Linked DNA regions of Mus musculus: regions 1, 2, 3, 5 and 6 are each linked to region 4. The links are chromatin contacts, called in public HiCAR-type and HiChIP or PLAC-seq maps. All regions are on one chromosome and are shown on one strand. Each heading gives the region's core, a stretch centred on a gene start, on an enhancer-like site or on the middle of the called end of the contact. The rest is flanking DNA. Distances are from core to core; before and after follow the strand shown.

The links. HiCAR-type assays count read pairs that join an accessible place to other places. HiChIP or PLAC-seq counts read pairs in DNA pulled down with a chosen protein or histone mark.
Region 1: a contact with region 4 is called in an H3K4me3 HiChIP or PLAC-seq map of embryonic limb bud, with 4 times the contacts expected there. The contact joins the promoter of Cdc7 here to the enhancer-like site in region 4. A contact is called at or near these places in 15 of 39 promoter capture datasets (the 3T3-L1 cell line, 3T3-L1-derived adipocytes, the C10 cell line and 9 more), 1 of 15 datasets of contacts at CTCF or cohesin (the NIH/3T3 cell line), 3 of 484 Hi-C or Micro-C datasets (bone marrow-derived macrophages, embryonic fibroblasts and embryonic stem cells), 30 of 115 datasets of contacts at active chromatin or transcription factors (the 230-238 cell line, the NIH/3T3 cell line, the SCID.adh cell line and 21 more) and 5 of 9 other capture datasets (adipose tissue, embryonic stem cells, liver and 2 more).
Region 2: a contact with region 4 is called in a HiCAR-type map of fibro-adipogenic progenitors, with 8 times the contacts expected there. The contact joins two enhancer-like sites. A contact is called at or near these places in 2 of 484 Hi-C or Micro-C datasets (muscle stem cells and tail fibroblasts), 8 of 115 datasets of contacts at active chromatin or transcription factors (the NIH/3T3 cell line, craniofacial prominence, embryonic basal ganglia and 5 more) and 1 of 9 other capture datasets (embryonic stem cells).
Region 3: a contact with region 4 is called in an H3K27ac HiChIP or PLAC-seq map of T-cell acute lymphoblastic leukemia, with 4 times the contacts expected there. The contact joins two enhancer-like sites. A contact is called at or near these places in 8 of 39 promoter capture datasets (the 3T3-L1 cell line, 3T3-L1-derived adipocytes, the C10 cell line and 4 more), 8 of 484 Hi-C or Micro-C datasets (the CH12 cell line, the G1E-ER4 cell line, Th1 cells and 4 more) and 2 of 115 datasets of contacts at active chromatin or transcription factors (T-cell acute lymphoblastic leukemia and double positive thymocytes).
Region 5: an H3K27ac HiChIP or PLAC-seq map of large pre-B cells shows a contact between it and region 4, with 4 times the contacts expected there. The contact joins two enhancer-like sites. A contact is called at or near these places in 6 of 115 datasets of contacts at active chromatin or transcription factors (DN3 thymocytes, T-cell acute lymphoblastic leukemia, bone marrow-derived macrophages and 3 more) and 1 of 9 other capture datasets (embryonic stem cells).
Region 6: a contact with region 4 is called in an H3K27ac HiChIP or PLAC-seq map of DN3 thymocytes, with 7 times the contacts expected there. The contact joins two enhancer-like sites. A contact is called at or near these places in 1 of 15 datasets of contacts at CTCF or cohesin (the NIH/3T3 cell line), 3 of 115 datasets of contacts at active chromatin or transcription factors (DN3 thymocytes, embryonic limb bud and large pre-B cells) and 1 of 9 other capture datasets (adipose tissue).

What each region holds. Positions count from the first base shown.
Region 1 is chr5:106,962,488-106,966,445 of GRCm38.p6, reverse strand. Cdc7 (cell division cycle 7 (S. cerevisiae)) reads right to left here and starts at 2,124. Exons shown (of 12, transcript NM_009863.3): 1 at 2,021-2,124; 2 at 1,332-1,513. The coding sequence starts at 1,428.
Region 2 is chr5:106,988,957-106,993,055 of GRCm38.p6, reverse strand. No RefSeq gene overlaps it. Among named protein-coding and RNA genes, the nearest start is that of Cdc7, 27 kb to the right of the region's middle. Within about 2 kb of position 2,200, at least 73 of the 459 cell types and tissues checked have an H3K27ac peak or open chromatin away from gene starts, as enhancers often do. A contact at or near this core is called in the NIH/3T3 cell line, fibro-adipogenic progenitors and muscle stem cells, where this site is marked.
Region 3 is chr5:107,616,870-107,620,508 of GRCm38.p6, reverse strand. It overlaps Rpap2 (RNA polymerase II associated protein 2), which reads right to left. Exons shown (of 13, transcript NM_144911.3): 7 at 2,333-2,368; 8 at 1-687. Among named protein-coding and RNA genes, the nearest start is that of A930041C12Rik, 15 kb to the left of the region's middle. Within about 2 kb of position 2,233, at least 7 of the 459 cell types and tissues checked have an H3K27ac peak or open chromatin away from gene starts, as enhancers often do. A contact at or near this core is called in T-cell acute lymphoblastic leukemia and double positive thymocytes, where this site is marked.
Region 4 is chr5:107,357,967-107,361,920 of GRCm38.p6, reverse strand. It overlaps Brdt (bromodomain, testis-specific), which reads right to left. Exons shown (of 19, transcript NM_054054.2): 10 at 2,912-3,084; 11 at 2,448-2,728; 12 at 2,216-2,341; 13 at 1,934-2,149. Among named protein-coding and RNA genes, the nearest start is that of Brdt, 29 kb to the right of the region's middle. Within about 2 kb of position 2,385, at least 306 of the 459 cell types and tissues checked have an H3K27ac peak or open chromatin away from gene starts, as enhancers often do. A contact at or near this core is called in 3T3-L1-derived adipocytes, DN3 thymocytes, the NIH/3T3 cell line and 19 more, where this site is marked.
Region 5 is chr5:107,012,898-107,016,848 of GRCm38.p6, reverse strand. No RefSeq gene overlaps it. Among named protein-coding and RNA genes, the nearest start is that of Gm33371, 31 kb to the left of the region's middle. Within about 2 kb of position 1,393, at least 64 of the 459 cell types and tissues checked have an H3K27ac peak or open chromatin away from gene starts, as enhancers often do.
Region 6 is chr5:106,889,955-106,894,128 of GRCm38.p6, reverse strand. Hfm1 (HFM1, ATP-dependent DNA helicase homolog) reads left to right here. Exons shown (of 40, transcript NM_177873.3): 18 at 585-679; 19 at 1,298-1,431. Among named protein-coding and RNA genes, the nearest start is that of Hfm1, 34 kb to the left of the region's middle. Within about 2 kb of position 2,273, at least 114 of the 459 cell types and tissues checked have an H3K27ac peak or open chromatin away from gene starts, as enhancers often do. A contact at or near this core is called in DN3 thymocytes and adipose tissue, where this site is marked.

The sequences.
Region 1 (3,958 bases), core at 875-3,374, 400 kb after region 4:
TTCAAATAAAGTTCACCCTATTAGTCCACCAGATTTTCAAGATATTAAAAAAGGAGAATTCCCCTGAAAATAATTCTAGAACTAGATCAAATTCATGCATGTGTGACCCCTTTAATTAATAAACAATGTGCACCAGAAGTCAAACTGAATATGGAAAACTGAATGTCTGCACTGTATGTGTACTTGCTAATTAAAAAGAAAAGCCATACTGAAAAACAGGCTATTGTTTTTTAAAAATTAAAAAGGAAAACTAGGTAACAGCAGTGTTTCGAGATGAATCTAACGGCATAGGAGGACACCAACCAGGACAAGCAGCAGCAGCATATACAGCGCAAACAAGCCGGAGAGTGGGAGGACTGCACCCAGGGGGAGCACGGGGAAGGGAGAAGGGGACTCCCAAGTTTTTAAGTTCTGAAGTAACTGTGTTGTTCATCACCAGGAAGAGGACCATTGTTCTAACAACAACGGACAGTTTGGTTTTAGCCAGAATTCAAAAATATGTGATGTTATGCTTTTTTAAATGGGGTTAAAGCTTTTGGGGGGGGGTATATAAATTGTGTATCATAAATTAAAAGTCAAAATTAGTATCTTTTTGGATAAGTCTAAATTTTCTTAGGACAAAGATGGCTAGCTTTTAGGAAAGAATACAGTCAACTGGAATTTTGTTTACAAACATGTATGTTAAGTGAACACTACCACATGGGCACTGTGCACAGTGTTTCTTGGGGTGGGGCTGAGGCAGGGTTGAACTCCTGATCTCCACCTCCCCTTGGGTTTACAGACGTTTACCTCTATGTCCTGCTGAAAGTACACAATATGGGACTTTTCAGCCACCTTCTAAAACTAGAGTCTGCGGCTGAGCTACATTCCACTTTACGAAGAAAAAAGTATCCGTTACAAACATTCCACTTGTTTCTGCCTGTGAATTTTGTTTATGAATCCTTAATCCCTTCCCCACCAATTCCTAAAACCAAACTTTACACAGTAAGGCTACAGTGGGTGTGGAAGAAAAAAGTCAGGTGTCAACAAACATGCTTTCCTAAAAAGCCACTAATATTTGGACCCAACCGACGTCCTCTAAAATGAAAACTGGATTCCACACCTCTTAAAACGCGATCCAATCCTAAATCTAGACTTCATGATATTATGTTGACATGTGAAATTTAAACATACAACTCAGTTTACTAGTCAGGTGTGTGTGTGGTTTTTCTGTTTATTTCTGGGAGTGTAATTTAATTACATTTCTTTTTTCCCCTTTCCTCGAATTAGAAGATGCAGACTGGCTGCCCGTGCGACTTCAGAACCGTGTGACCGTGGCATTGAGCACATACCTGAAAGTTTAACACTCTGCTCATATTTTTTTAAAGAGTCATCAGCCGGACACCTGTCACTGCCACGAAGGGAAGAAAACGCCATTGGCTCCTCCATCTGAGTCCCCAAAGAGGCTTCCACTACGCACGACTGGGATGCAAAGAGCGGGCTACGGGGTCATGTGCACAGGCGAGAGCAGCAGCTGTGAAAATCACAACACGGTGAGAAGGGCGAAGTAGCTCACCCAAGCAGGCACGCACCAAACCACCTGCCCTTCAGGAGGTAGCACTAAAACCCGCACCATATGTCCAAATCCCAGCCGGAGCGGCGTCGCTGCCACTGGCCTGCGGCGAGCACTCCCGCGGGGGACAGGTGGAGCGGGCTGCAGCCGGCTAGGGATCCCCGGGAGGCTGCGGGGAAGGACTGCGGTTTGCCCGGGAGGAAGTCGCTCGCCAGGGCGTGACACTCCACTCGACTGGAGCCGACCGAGGGCAGCAGGGTGCCAACAGAAGGATAAATGAATGAATGGGCCGCCCTGGGCGAGTGCGTAGGGCGGACTGTCCGCCAGTGCCAACGGGAAGCTCAGTGCGCAGGCGCACCTCTTCCCGCCGCGGGATGCCCGCAGGGCGACACGACCTAAGTCACGATCAAGAACTCGTCCCCGGTCCCTCACCGTCCACGGCAGGGGGGAAAACTGTCAGAAACTCACGGTTCACAGAAGTTAGGACGTCCGCGGTCGCTTCCCTCAGGAGCGTCCCACTGAGCCGGGCCGCCAGGCGCGCATGCGCGATTCTTCCCGCGCTGCTTTGAATTGCTCATGCGCATTCCGAAGCCCTCGGCGCCTGCGCAAGAGGCGTGGTTTTTCAAGGCGGGGCGGTCGGAAAGGAAGAGTGCAGCAGAGAGGGCTCGGTGGTCCTTTGCTGAGTTAGCGAGCCCCAGGACTAAAAAGGCGCCCGGGATTCCTCGTCCCGTCGCCCGGTCCTTAGCGTTCTCTCTCGGCCTCACACTGTGGTCTCAACACGCTGGACACTTCTCGGGTAAAAGGCACTTGGTTGAGTCCGGTTTTACTTTTCTCAACGAAAAACAAAAAGTTTAACCACTGGTTCTTGAGGATCTTATAGTAGAGACCAGCTGCAATGTATGTTGATCATTTATTTAGTTGTGATATAAACCAGTTTTTAGGGACTGAGCGAATAACGGTGGTGAATAAGGCAGTCAAAAAGCTATCCCAATTTCGCGTCTTTTAGTAACCCACTAAGTCTATATTGCGTGGGTGTGGAGTGATCCACTGGATTATGCATCGGACTCTTAACACCGGTTGCATCTCCAAAAAGAATGATCCCTCCTGGCCTGGCAACTACGCTCTGCCAGGGCCTCAGTAAGGGACTGGGCCAGGAAATTCCCTACCCCATCAATGCTGGAATTTTGGCCCCTCTTGTTCAGGTAACCCCACTATCGAGAGTCATGCCATAGCCAGAACTTGACAACCCCAGCTCTGACATTCTTAGACGACAGTCCACCTCCACTAGAGCAGCCTAGCCCAGACCAGAGAGAGTGTCCAGCTATAGGCATGTTTATTCAATCAATAATTTTTACTAGCTCCTGGAATATCATAACTGTGATTTTCATGCTACAATCTGTTTACATGGTATACAGGTGTGTGTATGTGTGTAAATACATACATAGTAAAAGAATTTCTAAGGAGTTAGTATTATTACCATTCATTAGATTAGTTAACACAGTGAAAGACCACAAATATTTTTTTTACTTTAGCATTAATAGTGAAGAATTATAAGTAGTGTTTTCTGATAGTTCTTTTTTTTACAAGAAAGCCCCAATTTACCTTTTGCCCATGAAAAATACATTTACCTCATAATCTTCCACAAGGCACAGATGGAGAAAATATGACAAAACTCTATGCTGATTTTATTAGTCAGGGTTCTTTAAGGAACAGAATTGACAGAATGAGTATGCAGATGTGTGAATGTATGTATTTATGTGAATGTGTATATATGTGTATGTGCTATTTATCAGAGTGGCATGCATGCTGTGGTCCAGGTTGTCCAACAATGGAAAGGCAAAGAATCTGGTATCTTTGCTGGATGTCTCAGTAGTTCCAATCTGCTGCTGGTGTCCCAGGGAATTCCTAGAGAGCTTCTGACCTTCAGTTTGCTTCCAAAGGAGTGGTTCCAACACCAATGACAGCTCAGCATCAGGGTAAATGGACTTGCCAGTGAGAGCAAGGGGAGCAGGCAAAGAGCAAAGCTTCCTTCTCTTACTTCCGACTGTGTGGGCTGCCAGCAGCAGTGGTGGTCTAGATTCACGGTGGACCTTCTCATCTCAGATGATCGGGATTTACAGTGGATCTCCCACCTCAAACAAACAAACCTAGAAAAGTCCCTCATAGGAAGACCCACATGCTTGAGTTTCAGTTCATTCCAGATGCAGCTAAGCTGAGAACCAAGATTAGCCACCATACCCTTGTCCTTGTTAAAAGCATGGCTGCAGGGCTGAAGACATGGTTTAGCGTTTAAGAGCACTGGCTGCTCTTTCAAAGGACTAAGGTTTACATCCCAGTACCCACATGGCAGTTCACAACTGTCTGTAACTCCAGTTCCAGGTGACCTGACAGACCTCTATGGAGGCA
Region 2 (4,099 bases), core at 951-3,450, 370 kb after region 4:
GTATAACACCAACAAATAGTCACATAGTAAAACCCTGCTCCCCCTGCCCTCAAATCAATAAATACATTTATTTCAATTTGCCAGGTGTGGTGGTGCATACCAGTACTTCCAGCACTTGGAAGGCAGAGGCAGGTGGACCTCTGTGTTCAAGACCAATCTGGTCTACAGAGAGTGTTCTAGATCAGCCAACGCGCCACAGTGAGACACTGTCTCAAAAATAATAAATGGATAAATAAATAAATGAATGTACTGAGTGCCTGGTAATAGCACCAATAGATAGATAGAGATAGGTGAGAGAGAGATTATAGATATATGATGCATAGATGATAGATAGATGATAGATAGATAGATAGATGATTATTATAGATGATAGATGATAGATACATAGATGATTGATAAATGATAGATAGATGATAGAAGATAGATTGATAGATGATAGATGATTGATAGATTAGATGATAGATGATAGAAGATAGATAGATGATAGATGGATGGGTGGATGGATGGACAAACGGACAGACGGATGGATGGATGGACAGATGGATGGATGGATGGATGGATGAATGGATGGAGTGAATGCCTTGTATTCCCAGCACTGGGAGCAGAGATAAGCAGATTCCTTGCCAGTCATCCTAGCCCACATACTCAGTTCCAAGCCAATGACAGACCCTACCTCAAAGAGGGAGAGGGAATGTCACCAAAAGCCCAAGATTGTCCCGACTTCTCCTTACACAGGTACACATGTATGTGCAAAAAGTAAGAATGGGGAAAATGAAATTCTCTAAAGTTAATATCCAGCGAAAACTAAAAAGCTAAAGGCCATGTTTTTCTCCTTACTCCAATTTCATCATATGCTGGGAAATGTATGTATATATGTATGTATGTATGTATGTATACACACACACACACACACACACACACACACACACACACAGGAAGGGACACGGTGTTCTCATTTCCACCCACTGCATTCTTCCCAGCTGCCAGTTCTAACATCTGCCATCCCTTAAATGTGAAACGGAGCATCAGGTTTGAGGGCTCATGCAGTATTGCTAAGCCCCTACTTGCAACAAAAGTACAAATAGTCTCTGGGGAGAGAAGTCCCCACAGTGTCCTTATATCATCACATATGCTTATGAATGCTACAGATGTCGATTAGGCAGAAACTTCTGAAAGTCCCTGTGCACAAAGAGAAAGTTCTCCAGATTTCTCAATGGTGGGGCTAAGGCTAGAGTTCTTGGCTGATAACATTGCTATACAAGGAGAGTTTGCTGCAACATTTCGTAACTCAAGAGTGCAGGCCTGCGGCCACACTCTTACAACACAGTTGGATTCATCTCACACTGCGGTGAGGAGAGAGTGGGAGGAATTTAAACATTCTTAGCTTTGTTTGGATTATCAAAACAATTCCTCTTTATGGAGTGCACCAAGGTGTATCTCACGATCTGTCCAGGGCAAAAGACAGGTTAGGATCTGATGTGGAGGCAGAGAAACAAAGTGGTTTTGTCCCTGACTACACAGTGACTGGGAAGGCGGTCTGGGTGAAGGTACATAGAAAGGGGAGGCTGGAGAAGGAAATTAGAAGGAGGCAAATGGCAGAGAGGACAGACCCTGGGGGTGCTTTGAACATCCTCGCTGGAGCTTAGCATGGAAATACAGTGCTGGCAGATATGCCTCTGACCACTAATAGACAGAAGGGGGGTGCATTGGAGGGAGGAAATGAGCCCCCAAGCTTCAGGAGCGGCTTTCCTCCTTCCAGCTATGAAGGTGGGGGCAGGGAGGCGCTCAGCATTTCTGCTCATGCCCAAAGACTTAAAAAGATACACAGAGCTTCATTTCTAGAAGTCAACTGTCATTGACCTCAAAGAACAAAACACAAAAATATACCTCACTGCAGGCATGCTATGTGCTGAGCACTAGAGACCCAGAGGCACGTACATTAGACAGATAAAGCCTTGTTGTAGATGATAGACAGGAGGGACTGGTAATACGGTACAGGGGAGCCCGGGGAAGGAACACAGGTGAAAAGCCCGGGGTAGAGAATGGTTAAACCACCACCAGCTCTGTTTGCCTGAACACTTAGTTTTCTGTGAGAGTCGATGTTTTGTGTTTATGTCTTCAAAGTCTTACTGATAGATCCATCCAAGTGTCCCGGGCAGCTGCCTCACAGAACATGCCAAAGGAATTCCTGCCATCTGGTGGACAGAGGCAATGTCACCGTGCAGCTCCAGGGTCACAGCATCCAGATTCTGCTACCCTGAGTTAAGTCTGATACAGCTGGCTGTGGCGGCCCCGCACCCACAACCTCTGCACCAGGGAGGCGGAGGATCACTAGTTCAAGGCCAGTTTCCGTTACACGAGCTCCTGTGTAAACTTAAACAAACAAGGGTGCTGGAGAGTGGACCGGAAGTCCAGAGCACTTGCTCTTGCAGAGGTCCTGGGTTTGGTTCTCGGCACGCACGCCGTAGCTCAAACCATACTTAATTCCCATTCCAGGTGAGCTGACACCTTCTGTGGTGTACATGCATGCAGGCAAAATATTCATATGTGTAAAATTTAAAAATCTAAAAAAAGAAAATGAAAAGTCCGACTATAAATACCCTGATGTGCTTTATTCTTTTGTAATCATTGTTACCGATTTATTTTATTTTATTTTTATCTATGTGTGAGGGCATGTGTGTGTGAGTTCAGGTGCCCATGGAGGTACCATGGAGGTGCTGAGAACTGAACTTGGGTCCTCCGCAAGAGCACTAATTGTTCTTCCCTGCTGAGCCCCCACCCCCACCCCTCATCAGCCACTCAGATGTACTTAACAAAAGTTAAGGAAAAATATGCAAGAATGTTCTCAAGAAATTCAACCATGTCTGAAAGAGGACATGGAGAATGGCGAGGGGACGATAGAGAGCCCGCTGCATAGTTGTTCTGATGCTGTGTTTCGGGGCCACTTTTACCCCTCCAGACTGCAGGCACATAAAAGCGCTTTGCAGCTGAGATTCCTTTCAGTCTTGGCTCGCTCCTTCACTTCACACTCCTCCAATCAAAGTTTCTTTTTCAGTCGATAAAGGGTAAGCAAGGAGGCACTAAAACATTTCCCAGTTGTGCTGTTTATACTTTTAAGTGTGAATATCCGAGGTCCCACTCAATGCTCAGACACTCAGAGATACACGACCATCAGTCCCCAGCACAGATGGCCTCAGACGCCCATGTTCCGAGGAGAACATACTTTCAAAATTAACAAGTTGGAACGCACTTCTAACAACTTATATTACTCCCAGTTGATGGACTCGATTTTATAAATGCAATTTGGACTCAGAGATGTTAGACTTCTCAGAACAAACAAGCTTTGGGGACTGACGTGATACGTTTAGAATTGAAGCTATCTTTAAAAAAAAAAAAAAAAAAAAAAAGACTCCAGAAGAAGGGTCCTACATGTATATATCAAGTGTGGACATTTTTGCTTTTCCATGGTATTTTATACACACTGGCATTTTTTATTGTTGTGACATTTGACACAAGAGCAAGAGTTAAAAATGAGACTGTGCTAGAGTTATGAAACTTTTGCCCGCTGGTCTTTCACACAAGGCTGTGAAGGGTTACTGTGGATAAAGTTCCCACCAGCTGTTTCTCCTCCGCCGAGGTCAATGTTCTGGGAACAGAGTACCAGCAGCTTGGAGAGGAGAGAAATTAGTCCTGAGATGGATGGGACCTCGGGGGAGCTGGGAAGCCTTAGGACAGACAGTCCACCACGGGAAAGCAGTATAACCCTTCAGATGTCTAAGAATTAAAGAGGCTATCTTTAGACTGGGATTGTCCTGGTGGGTCTTGGAAATCCCTCCATCGGGTCAAGTTCCCAGGCGGCTCTAAGGCCTCGGCTGACTACTTGTGTCTCTCTAGTGGTAAGAAATGTAAAGAAATGAATGTGTGGTCTCTTCCTTCAGGAGACTTGTACTTCACTACAGGTCTCCGAGGAAGTCACTGTCACACAGACATTCCAGGGAAGACATTCCAACTACAAAGTCCCAAGTCTTATTCTGAATTGAAGCATCAGACTGGAATCCTGCCTTGACTCGTCACATTTTTATGAGTTGGGGGTGGGGCG
Region 3 (3,639 bases), core at 984-3,483, 260 kb before region 4:
GGCTCAGAGGCTGAAGAGGGTTTCAGACACACAGAATCGTGGTTCTGGCCATATAAAAACTTCAGTGTTTCTTCTGTCTTCCATTCAGTCAGAGTGTCCGACAGAACTCGGAGTAAATTTGCCTTCGCAACCTCAGGACGCACGTGTACCAAACCAGAGGCTGACCCAGAACCTGGATTTGACTTGGCAAATTTGCTCCTGAAATGCTCAGCACTCTTCTTGCTTATGCCTACAAGCGTAACTTGTGATACACCGTGTTTATGTTCAGAAATGGCTGAAGTGTTAAATCTGTCACACAAAGGGCCAGGTGAAGAAATCTGAGTACTTTCTTTCTTTAAAGGACGTTTACAAGTGGCCACTTTCTCCTGACTATCTAATCTGCAATTATCCAGCTGCTCGGTAACCTCTGACACGGTCTGCTCTCCCTCCTTGGAGTCCACGTTCTGAGCAGCCTTCTTTCTCATGATGCTGCTTTTTGTGTGCGGCTGCGGTCTTGTATCCACTGCCTTTGGTCTGTTTCCTGGTAGAAGAGAAGAAACAAAGCCTTGCTCCTCCTCATCACTGGCTCGCTCACTCCAAGAGCTGGAAGAAGCAGGGTCACACTGCGCCTCCAAGGCGCCGGAACCGTCAACATCTGCTGCTGTCACGGCATCTCGGAAGAACTGTACTACTTCTCCAGAACTGCCGCTGTACAAGGAGAGACCACCAAAACCATGTCAATGGAGACAAAGCTTCCCACAGGGACGCTGGGAATTCCCACGGTAAGAATTTCTGTCCCTCAGAAACAGCCTTACATTTTATACTCTCACACTGACATTTCAGAAGGCTTTCATTTCTCCATATTTAATACACATTTGACAGAATTCTTTTCCAGCTTTCCTTTGCCTTTTCCTAACATTTTACAATTCTTAAAGCAGTATAGCAAACACCATAACCCTCTAAAGACTCTATCCTACTCAACAATTTTGAGTTTTGCTTGAAAAAATAGTTAATATTTTCTTGTTCTGGCTGACCATTATACAGAAATTTTCATGTAATGAAAAAATACAAAAGTCATAACGAAAAATGAAGTTGGCACATCAACATAGTTCAATGAGAGATATTTAAATCTGAGCGCTCATGAATGCAAACAATAAGATAACAGCTGTCCCATGGTTGCACATTTTGATTTTCAGATTCAGTTTCAATCACATTAAGAATTCTGAAGGAGCAAAGGCAAAGCAGAAGTTCCTCCAGCTCATGTTGAGACAAACAAGCACCCATGAGCACTCAGAGTTTGAGGCCTAGTCTAGAAGCACATGGTGGGAAGGAGTGAAGGCCAAGCTAGACAGCAAAGAGCTGAAAACAAGTCCTAGTGGGACACAGAAACTCATCAAAATTTCCAAAATTCCAGGATCACATATATTTTTTTTAACCAGACTCTAACCTACATCATCAGGCAAGTAACTTTTGGATAAGAAGAAAAGAAAGTTTAACTTTAAGAAACTAGATTACAGGCTAGAAAGACAGCTCCGCAGTTAAGATCACTTGCCCTCCCAGAGGACCTGGATTCAATTCCCAGCACCCAGGTGGTTCACAACTGCCCTTAACTTCACTTCCAGGGATTCAACACCATCTTCTGACCTCCCTGTGCCCGCTGGACAAGCATATAGCAAATCGACATACATGCAGGCAACACATATAAAAAAATAAATGAAAAGCTGAAAGAAACTTTCATAGTCTTTATATCCCATTCTGTCTCTTGAGGTTTAAAGCAATGACGTTTTATACTAGGTTAAAGCCAGAAAGGTGTCCATCAATAAACAAGGATCTCTTATTTGTACTCAATACCCTGTGACTAAGGCAGTGATTAGCAACCAGGGACATGTGATCTGAGAGTGAAAGGACCTGTCCTGAGAGACGGCTGGAGCTGAGCAAACACCACCATGAAGAGCTGTGAGGTGGGACTGGCAAAACCAAAAACCAAAAATCTATAGTCTGCGCTTCATATTGATATGTAAGATATTCTTTCAAATGATCAACACATTAATATCTTAAAATCATATAAAACAAGACCATAAAACCCTTTCTCCAAATACAATTGGCACGACCTCACCAACAAAGGAGTGGTGTCTGAGAGAGAGGCTATGTTTGTGTCTATTTCAACAGCTTCAATTAGACTTCCCCAGTGGGACAGCTGCACGATAAATCAGACAGATCAAACAAATCATCTTTCCCTCACAAAGGAAAATGGTGAACGTGTCACACGTTTCTTTGTAGCACACAAGCACAGGAAGTCCAGGCGATCACACCACCTGGCCCACTCAGGTCAGTGAAACTGACTGGAACGAACCTTTGTCCTTTCTTCAGCAGCTGAAAGTCAGGAGGCCTGGAACAAAAACACAGAGAGAAGAAACTGAAGGCAACTGACCCAGCTTGCTTGAGTTTACTACAGCTGTACTGCATAACAAATATAATTAAAGGAGTATTTCAGATGAAGATTTCTTTTTTCTTCCTTAAGGAAACAAACGAAAAAGGGGACAAAGTACTGTAAAATACATGCACAAAAATCTGGATTTGGTGGTTTTGTTTTTTACTTAAAATTTACTCATTTTCAAAACTAAGTTCAAATTCCATGCACACAGTACCGCTTCCCTTGACAAAGGTAAAATCACTCTGCTCCCTAAATTGTAGTCACTGTGAGCTCCAGTCAACATGGTTGTCAGGTTTTCTTTATTGTCAGAACTGTTATCTACGTGTTTTACTTTACACATGCTTAAGCTGGGTTCTTAACTGATCCACCAGCTCTTCAGACAGAGACTATATTGTAATTCTCATCTGGTCACCCTAACTTCTGAGACAGCCATGATGTTAAACTGTGTTCGTTTTGGTTTTGAAGGCCTTGAACTCATAAAGGCCCAGTGCTGGGAGGAAAGGTGTCACCACGCCTGGCTTTTTAAAAAGGTGTTTTGGTTACATAAATATCTGTGTCCTGAGTGTGTGCCTGGAGAAGTCAGAAGAGGAGGTCAGACATCTACAGACAGCTGGGAGTTACATGTAGTCATTAGGATGTAAACCAGGATCCTCTGCAAGAGCAGCAATGTGCTCCTAACCACTGAACCACCTCTTCAGCCCCTGCACTGATTAACTTAGCCCTGAACAATGTGGGTATACATTGTTTGACCACCATGAACACTGAAAAGGCAAATACAGGGCTGGAGATGTAGTTCCGTTGGCACAGCTTCCCTAGCATACTCCATTGCCAGCACCACATTAACCAGGTAGTGGGCGATGGAGGCAGGAGGATCAGTAGTAGCAATGTAGCAGTTTCCTCTGAGAGAAACATTCCATCCTGTAGCGAACTTCTCAAACTAGATGATCAACAGCTCAAAACAGAAGTCCCTGAAACTGACCAGATTCACCAGGTCTCTCCCTGCTTAAAGGTAAATAATGAAGCCTGGAAGAGAGTCACTCTCAAACAAACCAAGCTGAAATGAATGCTATGCTATGGCAGACCAGAACAGCTGCCTGGAAGAAGCAGAGACCAGCCCAGCTGCCTGGAAGAGCTTTAGAATGGGTCACCTGGAAAGGACACTTTCCAACTTGTTGAGCCTTCTCCAGGTTCCTGGCTTCTGTGAGCTGTCACCCAAGCAGGAGTCA
Region 4 (3,954 bases), core at 1,136-3,635:
GCGTCTAAATCAGTCTACATGTGTGGGCCTATGATCTACTGCTTGAGGCCATGAATGCAATGGATATTTTTCCAATACTGTTCTATGCTCAGAAGTCAAATATAAGAAATATTTTATAATAAGAGCTGCACATGACTTTAAAATGTATTAGAATGACAAATCCTAACCACAGCAAAACTTCTGTTGAACTTTACTAAATTGTTCTGCAAGTTCAAGGATGGCTTAGGCTTCAGTGCAAGCTCCAGCCCAGCCCAGCCCAGGACACTCCCTGAGGACACAGCTTGGTGCTGCAGTGCTTGCTCACCTTGTGTGCATGCACAGGTGCCTTAGTCCCACCACCACACAACAGAAGCAAAGCTCTCTGGAAAACATGCCACCAACCATGAATGCTGATCAGCAGATACAAACTCAGCAATGTTTTAGGATTAGAATTCTGAGTTTGAGCTGTTCTGTTAAAGTTAGAAACCAAGTTTCTGTACCATTTTAAGAACATATAGATGATGATAAACATTTTCTTCTCTTCAAGTAATATACTAGAATATCATATCAAGTAATATCTAGAATATCATATCAAGAGTTTTGTGTGGTATAGCACACCTGCTGGGAGGCAGAAGCAGGAGGATTGCTGAGTTCAAATCCACTCTGGCCTACAAAGTGAAGTCTGGCTACACAGTAAGCAAAGACAGGAAGGGAAGGAGAGAGGGAGGGAGGGAGGGAGTGAGGGAGGGAGGGAGGGAGGAAGGAAAGAAGGAATTCTAAATACTAAGGCGCTATACCAAAAAACTCTATGCAGTATTTTTTTCTAACTTTCAAAGCATTTATTGAATATTTAAGTTAAATAATTCAAATTAATAGTCATAGTTTTATCCCACAAATAAAAGACAAGGTGCTGTAACTTATTAGGCCACAAATGCTTTATTAGATAAAATTACAATTAATTACAATTTAAAATACTAAATGCAACTTAGATTTTTCCAGTATTGTTTTATGCTTAAAAGTCAAATATAAGAAATACTTTGTAATAAGAACTCTAAAATGAGTTTTAATGTAATGTATTAAAATAACAAATTCTAACCAAAGTAAAAATTCTTTTAAATTTTACAAAATTGTTCCCCTCTATATACTCAGAAATGTGAAAACCAAATCAGCGACTAGCTCTACAAAAAATAAATGAATCAAAACCAAAGGAAAACAGAATCGCTGCCAGCCAGCAGACCCTGACTGTCAACTGCAATTCTTTACGCTGGAGTTTCTGTGAGGTTCTTTTTAATTAAAAAGAACTGAACCTCACAAGAAACATCCCATTAACAATAAAGCACATTTTAGGGAAGAAAGCGCCCTGGGTTCTGCATTTGCTGCTTGGTTAAAATGGAACACCATTGGTGGGGTGGACAGTGATCACATGGCAGCTGTCCAACTAGTAATAGAAAACATGAGTGGCCTGGCTTAATACAACTGACAAACTGCACAAGAAAATGTGGTACTTCCATCTTTTTCTATAGATGATAGGTAATAATATGTAGTTAAAAAACATAAATTAAAAAAAAAAAAAAACTCTCTACAAATTTTGGGGTGAGTGGCTTCTTAATTCAAAGCGACAGTTCAACTCAGAAAGCAGTGTCCAAACAGGACACACTTCACATCGGAGTGACCCAAAGTACAATGGGAACACACTGAGGCCTCCCAAATAATGTTTTCATTAAGAAGTGAAAGCAGCACCCGCAGTTTTTCAATCTCGTACATTTCCTTAGGAGACCTCCCATCAGGCCCAAGTCACATCCTTTCCTTCTTTTATGGAAAGAGTAAGGATTTTATTAAGGATGTTGGCATCCAAAGCATAGGTCCTCCTCTACACATTCTCCGGACGCTACAGGAAAGGCCACCCCCCCACCCCCACCCCCACCACCGCAGCGGTGCCTACGAGCCAGCTAACCTGGTTCAGAATCGCTGCTGTCGGAGGAGCTCGAGTCGCTGCTGCTGCTCGCGGACCCCGAGGAGCTGCTGCTGCTGCTGCTGCCGCTGCTGCTGCTGCTGCTGCCGCTGCCGCTGCCGCTGCTGCTGCTGCTGTCGGTCAGGCGAGACCCACTGGCCAGCTCCGGGGGAGGCGGCGGGGGCGGGGGCGGGGGCGGGGGCGGGGGCGGCTTCTCCACTGCAAAACAGGGAGCGTTAACAGCGGTCATGGCTCACGGGTGGGCGCGGAGAAACCGCCACCTACCTTTTGCTGGACGTTTCGTTTGCCGTTTCCTACAATTCAGCTGATTGTTGACGTCCAGCAACCGCCTCTCCAGCTCCAGCTTTTTTTCAGAATGGAGCTCCTCCTTAGACCTGACAACCTTCTTTGCTGTGAGAGGAGGAGCAACCGTGAGTGCGGGGAGGGGCCTGGAGGTGGGGCGTGGCCTAGAGGCAAGATGGGGCGGGACCTAGGGATGGGGCTGGGCCTGGCCTACCTTGGGGCTTCAGCGACCTCTTCCTCAGACAGGCCAGGACATACTTCTCCAGTTCTCTAAGTGTGGATGCCTTCAGGGTCTCAAAGTCGATCTCGATCTCGTCCGGGTTGGAGTTTCTCAGGGAAGGCTCCCTTGACTGTATTATGTGAACTATTCGACCAAGCTTGTCTCCAGGCAGTTTGTTTATGTCCAAGCTCAGCTGCCTTTTCTCATCGTAGTTCATAGGCTTCGCATTGTCTTCCTCTTCCGATTTCAAAAGCGGCTTCTTCTTCTTTGGTTGACTGTAACAAAATTATATATTGGTTTCATATTTTTAAAACATTTTTGTTGGTGTGGGAATTTCATACAATGTACCCACATCACACAGGCATTCAGTTCATCTTGATCCAGGCCCTCACATAGGCTAACTGTGTGGTCCTTCACTGAGCCTGCCTCCTGGGCAGTCACTCACTGAACATGCTTACTTGATTTTGGCCTTCTCCTTTTGCTTCATTTGCTTAGGCTTTTTCCTTGGGTTTTCATCTCTGTTATTAACCTTTTTCCTTTTTGGCGCCCTTTTGGACTTCTCATTCTTTTTCTTCAGCTTACGTAATGGAACTTGGGACAGAACTTGCAGCTGCTGATGAACAGCATTAAGCTGGGAAAGGAAAAAATAAAAGCCTTTAAACATTTATGTCTCTAAAGCACTAAAGATACTAGAAAAACATGGTACTCCAAAGTCATGCCACCCTTTGTGAAATTCATGTCATGTTCTACTTCCTTCAGGATTTTGCTTCATTTTGGAATTTCAGTGTTTTGAAGGGTATATAAATAAATAAATAATAAACAAACTGTATAGTATAACATAGTATAGTAATAAAAACACTACAGCCCAACATTTCTCAGTATTAAAGTTTCTTTCAAAAGATATATATATCTTACAGGTGGTTGTAAGTAGCCTGGTACACATGCTAAGAACTGAACTCAGGTGCTCTGGAAGACCAGCCAGTGCCAATAACTGCTGAGCCATCTCTCCAGCCCTAGTCTTCAGATATGACCTCAGTAAAAGTTACTATTTTATCACAGAAAGTAGCAAGTGATCTCATTCTAAAATATTCCACATTATACCAAAAATCACTTCAGTAAGAATCAACTACTCAGACTATAAATGCAAATAGCAGAATTGTAAATAATTCCCAGGCATCATGGTGCACACCAACAATCCCAGCACTTGAAAGGCAGAGGCAGAAGGAGCAGAAGTTTATGACAAGCCGGGTACATGAGACCATTTCAAAGAGGAGGAGGAGGAGGAAGAGGAGGAGGAAGAGGAATAAAATGTGGTGGTAGTGGCTCTAGAACTATAGTATACAGATATTTGAGTAGGAAATTTTGAACATGGCAAATATGCCAAAAACTAACTAAAGCTATAGACATTAGGTGATGCAACTAAAGCTATAGATGGCATTAGGTGATCTAAACATAACAGCTGTGACTCTGCAAGCAGTGCACCACTGACTAGCCGCTTGGG
Region 5 (3,951 bases), core at 144-2,643, 340 kb after region 4:
TTTCAGTTTTAAAAAATTACACAACAGACACTGCTCCCTTCCTGTGTGCATGCATGCACGAGTGTCTTACTATCGGTTCTTTTGGATTATATCATAGGGCTTGCTTCATATTGATGCACAGATGTTTCCTAGTCCTTCTTAGCATGTGTGGGTACAATAGTTTATTCTCCCGGTTCCTCAATTAACAACAAAAACCACTAAAACTCTTTGAATGAGATTAGATCATTAGATTGTAAAAAAAATGCTGGTATTTTTTTTTTTTTGGAAAAAGGCATAATTGTATGTTAAGATTTATCCTTGAGTTCTCTCTCTCTCTCTCTCTCCTCAAAAATAAGACACTTGTAGCTATTTTCAAAATCATGGATTTGGGTTTGATTCATGAAAATGGCCTTGCTAGATACAGAATACTTTCTTCCTCTTAATTACTGCATTAAAGAAAGCTTGCCATACTCTTTACCTCATAGTCATGCCTCAGTTATTAAATCCTTGAGATTAGCACGGGCATAATGCTACTGCTAATCCTGCACTTGGTTCTGAAGGCAAAGGACACCACACATCCCACAGGGTCACATCCTTCAGTGTCTGTCATTTTAAAACATTTCTCCTGCTTTGACTTTCATGACCTTGATATATTTGGTGATTAAAAATCAAGCCAATTACATTGTTGTACTGTGTGTTCCTCCATTCGTGTTTATAGTAAGTTTTTATTAAGATAAGTAGTATTAATTCTGACTATGTTAGTGTTAGTCCCAGGACCTTGGTGGGGAAGGTGGGGCAGGATGAAGAGAAAGAAATATCTAAGAAGAGAGGTCGGTTCTCTTTGTACATGTGCTTATCTCAGTGCACACAAAGGAAGGGGGCCCCTTTAATGGAGAGCCGGCCTGGGAAAGGAAGCCAATTCCCCCGGAAGCCCTGTAAGATAAGAAATCTGGGGCTCTGTAAACTCATTGGCTTCCGCATCCTTTTACCCTCCTTAGCTTCCTCCTTAGTCTCAGATCATTTCAGGTTAGGGGGAGAGGTAAAAGCCCCTCAGGCTGAAACTTGGAAATGGGTCAAGACAGCTGCTGCATAAGAAACGGGGTTGCTCAGGTCTCGGGTATGGTGAGTCCATAGCAAGCACTTGAATGTCAGCAGCTGCTATGACAGGGTTCAGAGCACGCCTTTCTCAGGCCATGGTCTGGTGCTCCACTCATCTCCCTCATCCCCCTGCTGCAGGAACACCCTCCTCCTCACCCTCCCCTCAATTGACACTCGATGCCTCCCGAGCAGGAGCTGAGTTTTTATTAGAGCAAGCAAGAGGAATGGTGTGTCCCTGTTTAGCATCGTGCTCCTAGGGCAGGAAACAGCTAGGTGAGGGCTCAGGTTGATGTGGGAGGAGTCAAGAGCAGCTGGGGCATCTGGAAGGAGAGCCCAGTGTATATCTGACTGAGGCCTTTGCAACTACTCAGGCGCTTCATCCACTCATCATGGAAAACTCAAAGTGTTCTTCACACAACAGCCTTCGATAAACTTTTGAGTTTCAGTTTGAGGTTCAGAAGTCAATATTTGCTCATAGGAACTCTGCTTGCTTTCCCCCACACTTCACCCCTGGGCCTTTAAAACTCCTTTCTGTCAGTGTCTAGCTTAAGGAGCAACAGTCATTGAAGGTCCCTACAGCACCTCCCCTCCCCTTGAGCAGTTTTTAACCCTCTGGTGACTGATATCCAGGTAAAGTCAGCACTCTCTGGGTTTTCATTGATATTTTATGAATAGGACAGATAGAAAACACAACATTGCCAGAGTGGCTTGTGGATTTTGTCAAAGGGCTTAAATTTGAAAGCCTCCCTTGCCTTGTAAGGAGCCCTTTGAAAGACGATCCTTTTGAGCCGCTGTGGTTCCAGAGGAAGTACTCAGCTTTAAGGGGAAATGCTTGCTCTGTCCCCTGGTCCCACAAGTGGACATGTGTCACAAACACACACATACGCACCCTTTCACTGGATCCTTCTGCTTCCTGACCTAGCAATCAGATAATTTGGTGAAGGAGATGTTAAAGTACTATCAAGCTGAATTTTGGAAAGTGATTTCTTTCTGTGCCTGCCTGTGTTCTTCAGGAACCAGACTTACCTTCGGGCTTCTCGCAAGCCTACCTGGCTGTTACCAGGGAGCCGCCCAGTCTTTGACCTTCCGAGGATTACTACTGGGGAGCAGAGGCAGCCCAGTAGCTGACACACTCTAACTTCAGACAGCTTTTACTGACACAGGGGTGCCCACTCACTGAGCCCAGGACCTGGTAACATGAAGGCAAATAAGAAAATCTATCAAATCTGTCAGATATTATAATCTTAATCTACTTAAATAAAATCTTGTCAAGAAAGAGAAGGGGAGTCGGGGAGCGGAGAGAAGCTAAGCGGTAAGACCCCAGAAAGCATGTAGAGACAAAGGTGTTAGTGGGTCAGGTTTACAGTCTTGAGGCAGGGAGACAGAGATAGAAAGATCCCAGGGAAACACTGGCCAGCCAGGCTAGCCTTAATGGGGAGAGCTATGCCTCAGTGTCACCTGGGAGAATGGAGCCGACAAGAGACCGACTAAAGTCTCTTGCCGTAGCCATCTTTACTCAAACATCAGACAGTTCATACTCCGAGGGTTAAGAAGGTCACATGAGCAAAGTTCTCATGGGTTCAAGCTGCATGCAATCACAAGGACAAGCTGCTCCTGGCAGGCACATGTTTTTCTATATATTCATATTTTTAAATTTTTTTAACATTTAATTAAATAACTCCAGCATGCAACAATGAGTAATCTGAAGTAAACACACTCCTATTCGCTAGCTACCCCTGGGAGGAGCATGAAAACACATTCCAAGAACAATCCCATGTTTGGAGAAACTGAGGTCACGGGACTCTTGTTGTCTTGGCGTGTTCTCGAAAGCACCCAGAGTTCTCCTCACGGGACTCTGTTCTCAGACTGTGTTCTGTCTGACAAGTACCAACACCCAAGTTGGAAAAAAAATTCCTACCAAATACAACAAAGTAAGAGACGCTAAACAGTGTCTTAGAATGTATGAGGGCAATCACAGAGCGAGGTAGAAACCACTGAGAGAAGGCAGAACAATTTACAAATTGGCTCAGAGCCAGCAGCAAGTAGGTGGGCTTCATAGAGGGGGTGACTGGTGAACAAGACCAAAATATGAACAGGATGTAGGCTCCGGGACAAAGTGCTTTCCATGCAAATGTGCACTGAGGTTGGATCCCTAGAACTCACATAAAGCCAGATGTAGAAGAGAATATCACTCATCCCACACAAAGAGTAGGGGAAACCCCCAGGGGAAGCCCTGGTAGAGTGCTACCCAGCTAGCCTGACAGATACAGAGAGAACAAAAGACTCTGCCCAAAACAAAGTGGACAGTGAGTGCTGACACCCAAGGCTGCCCTCTAACCCTGACATGTATGCCCTAGAATGTGCACATTGGCATACACACACACACACACACACACACACACACACACACACACACGCACACAGAGTCATAAAAATGAATGGGATTGGCAGTTAAGAAGATGGAGCATTCCAGGAGGACTGTGAATCTTATGAGGGGCTTCAGCTATCCGTCTTAATATTTATTCTGTTTTTCAGGTGAGGGACACAGGTTTAGACCCTGCTGGAGGCCGTTCAGCTGCGCAAAACGGAGCTGTGGTGTTGTCTCAGTGCTGTCCTTCAGGTCATCATCAGAGCTGAGCTGGTCAATGTGGCAACGTAGCCCACACAAATTGCCACAAGAGAAGAAGTACTCAGCTGAGATGAGAGACTTTGCAAACAGAAAAAGAAAAAAACAGGCTAGTAAGGTAGCCCACTAGGTAAAGTGAATTCTGTCCCCAGAAACTATATCCCTGGGTTCACTGGCCAGTCAGCCTAGACTATGAAAGATCCAGTCTCACAAAAGGTGGACAGTACCTGAGAATTGACAGGAGGCAT
Region 6 (4,174 bases), core at 1,024-3,523, 470 kb after region 4:
TCTACTAGTATACCTTTAATTGTGATGTTATGTATTCTTTTGTTTAAATTATCTTTAACCTTTTTTTTTACAGTCCAGTCATTATCCAGTCCACCTTCTGATAGTTCTTCATCCCATTTCTTTCTTTTCTTTTCTTTTTTTTTTTTTTTTTAGACAGGGTTTCTCTGTGTAGTCCTGGCTGTCCTGGACTCACTTTGTAGACAGGCTGGCCTTGAACTCAGAAATCCGCCTGCCTCTGCCTCCCGAGTGCTGGGATTAAAGGCGTGCGCCACCACTGCCCAGCTTCATCCCATTTCTTAAGTGAGATCCTCCTTTCAGAATGACTTTCTTTAGCTTATCAGCATATATGAAAATTACATTAAATCTTACATTTTTAATTCAGTTTACAAAGATTTATTTTCACTTTAATATTGTCAAAATTAAGTTATATTGAAACAAAAGTGATATTTACAGTTATACTTGGGAGACTTTTTAAAATTAAACTTTTTGTTAATATTAAAATTCAGCCTGAAATGAGAAAGTTCTGAGAGAAAGACTCTGTCCTCTGTGTGCTCTAACCTTTCCAACCTTGTGCTCTGTTGCAGTTTGACACTACAGCTACTGCAGTCATTATGACTCGACTAAGTACAAGAGAGAAGTACGTGCAGATGCTAGCTTGTAACGACACTGTAGAGAGCAGGTAACAGAGCAGTTCCAAAAGGAAATTAGACTAGTGTGGTGTGTTCCCTTTAGTGTACACAACAGAGATTGGTTTGCGGATTTCCTAAGGCCATTTGCTTGAAATAGAACAATTTAACTGTAAAACTAATGTAATTTTAGGAATTAAAGACAACAGAATTATCTAGTGGTGATTTTTAACACACAATGGTACATATCTTTGTTCTAAAAAATCCTAAAAAGGTAATAAGGTCTCGTTAATTATTAACTTACAAGAATTAAATTTGTAATTACTAACTTTTAATAAGAGAAATATTGTCACACCTTTTTATTTTATAATGAGAGAGAATAATATCTGGGATGGTTTTCAGTGTGCCATAAGTACTTATCTTTGGTAAAGTAGGATAGAATCTACACTACTGTCACCACAGTGACCTTTGCAAAAACATGTTGAGAACTGTGAAATAAGGAGAAACCTCAGTTCTTTAAGATCTTTAACTGCCTTTTAAAGATTTTCTTATATTTTTGAAATTTATTTCATTATTAAAGTAGCAACTAATATGTATATTATTAGAGCTTAAAAAGTAAAATTTATGTTCTTGAAATTCACATTAATCATGCAGAGTTTTCCCTCCATTAGTTTGCACAGACATCTTATTGAACATTTAAATGCAGAAATAGTGCTGCATACCATCACAGACGTGAACATTGCTCTGGACTGGATCCGATCAACAATGCTGTATATCAGAGCTCTGAAAAACCCATCTCACTATGGTTTGTTACTTTGACCTGGAAATATAGTGATTGTTTTTCAAACCACCAGGGTTTTTATTTATACTGTTAAAGATTAGATTACAGAATAATAATAACCAACAACTAATAACCAACAGAAAAAAATAGTAGCAGTCACCAGTATATTCAGAGGTAAGAGTAGGCAAAATGAGAGCACACTGTTCTACTCCTAGTCCTTTAATAAGCTTTAAAGTTAACACTGTTAAAAATAGACTCAGTGGAAGAAAAAAAAATTAAGTACATAAACTAAATTAACATAAGTTAAAGCTCTAAATTTTTGAATCTTTCTCATACTTATCATTCAGCTTCCCTCTCATTCTAAATTTGTAGCTGTTCATTTTCCAATTTGTAAGAACACAAAGCAAATCATAAAATAAAAGCAAATAAGGTACAATTTTCCATTTTATGCAAACAATGTCCCATTGTATTAGTTTTCTAACAAATTGCTTAAAACACAATATCTTGGAACAACGGACATTCATTATCTCATGCGGTTTCTGAACCCAAGCGTCTCAGCTAGCAGGTCTGGGTCAGAGTCTCTCTTGAGGTGCTGGCAGCACGTCAGCCAAGCTGCAGTGGCCTGAAGGCCTGGCAGGGCTTGCAGACTCGCCCAGAACGCTGGCACAGAACCTTGGCTGAGGCTTACTGTTTCCAATGTGGAGTTTTCCTGCATCTCTCTTCCTGCAGGAAGAGTAATAAAAGACAGGCTGGCTAAATAAAAGCTGCATTTCCTTGTTTGTAACTGTAGTCACACGTCACTTACTTGAAAACAAGTTAGTCCTGGCCACCTGCAGGGGAGAGGAACTGAGTTCAGTTGCTTTGTGGCCTTGGCAAACCATGAATCATAGAAATCCCCTGCCCTAGCCTCCCAGCTTCAGAGCCTGATGCCACTATTGTTCTGCACCTGTCTTTGTAGTTTCTCCCTAGTATATTTTGGAGGGTTTCTGTTAAGTTTTAGGCTAGTGTATGAAGTTATAGGCTTCACTGTGACATTTTCATTGTGTCTGTCGTGCTTTCTTATGTTTATGTCCTCCTACTGCTTTCCCTCCCTCCACAGCCCCCTGTGACTGGACCTTCCGATCCCCACAAACATGCTCCCTTCTGCATTATGTCACTTGATCCATTACCCTCTCCATCATCCTTAAGGTCTCCTTTTCTCAGAGTCTTCTTTCACATCACACACACACACACACACACACACACACACACACACACACACACACTGGATTACATACACGAGTCTGGCTTATTTCTCTTAACATAATGATCTTCATTACAATTTATTTTCCTGAATATCTCATGATTTCATTTTTCTTCATGGCTAGAAAAATATCCATTGTATCTATATGTCCATTTTTTTTATCCGTTCATCTGTTGGCAAACATTTAGACTAGTTCAGTTTCTTTCTATTGTGAGGAATGCAGCAATGTCTAAGGCTGGGCATGCATCCCTTGGTTATTTACTGAGGAGTGGTAAAACTGAGCCATAACATATTCTGTTTTTAAAATAAATACCTAAGGATTTATTTTACTTGTTTATTGTGTGTATATGTCTGTGTGAGCATACACGTATACATAGGTAGTGGTGAGTGGGGTCTAGAAGAAAGCACCACATGTCCTCCTCTGTCATCAGTGAACCTCTTTGAGGAATGGTTTCTAACTGAACCTGCACCTCTAGCTTTCTCACCTAGTCATCCTCCTGTCTCCACCTCCCTTAGAGCTAGAGTTACAGGCAGGTGTGAGCTGCTGACCTGGGTGCTGGGAACCTAACTCAGACCCTCTGCAAGAGAAGGTGAGCTCTTAACCAGCCCCACCTGACATGTCTAAGCAGTTCCAGTTGATATGAAGTTTCTAGGTCAGAGGGTACATCATTTTAAAATGTAGTGCCTATTGCTAAATTATTGTCCTTAGTGGCTTACATGGTTGCCAGCAGTTCTTGGGAGTACTATATTCACATATTCCCTACGGGGTATATACTTGTATCTTTTTATCAGCGTTGTGCAAAATTCGTCTATGCTGCAATTTGCACTTCTTCCTCCTTGTGAGTAATTTATTTTGTAGTGAATTTTTTATATTGTATTACCACAGGAAGTGACAGAAATCTTAGGTATAAAAGTTAAATTAAATATATACACATAGACACAGATACCCACATCCAGTATGTAGAAGGTTTTCCATAAGTATGGAAAGTTATAAGTATGCTCATGTTATATTATATTTCTTGAATTTCATGTAAACAGAAGTATTTCCTTTTCTTCTTCAGTTTCTTTTAATTCATAATGTTCACAGATTGCTTTAAATTCCTTTTGTTATTACAGTATAGACCCAGTTGTATCAATACACCACATTTCAGCCAACTATTTTGTAGATAGGCGTAGAGATCATTTCCAAATTTTGACTATATATACCTGCCTCAAGTGCACTTAGCTCCACACAGACATGCAGACATAACTAAATATAATAAAATAGATCTTTAAATTGATTCTACATGGTTCTTGCTCAATAGTTTCAGATTACTTAATACAGATTAAGAAAACAAAATATAGCCAGTTGAAAAGATTTCAAGATAGTGGTTGTGTTCTATGAATAGTTAAGCCTTTTTAAGCTCATTAAACTGCTATTAATCTATATGAAATATAGATGCGATTTTAATGTGAGATTTAAATTGAACCTGTAAAGACAAATTAAATACACTCCGATTTTTTAAATAAACATTTAATCACTCA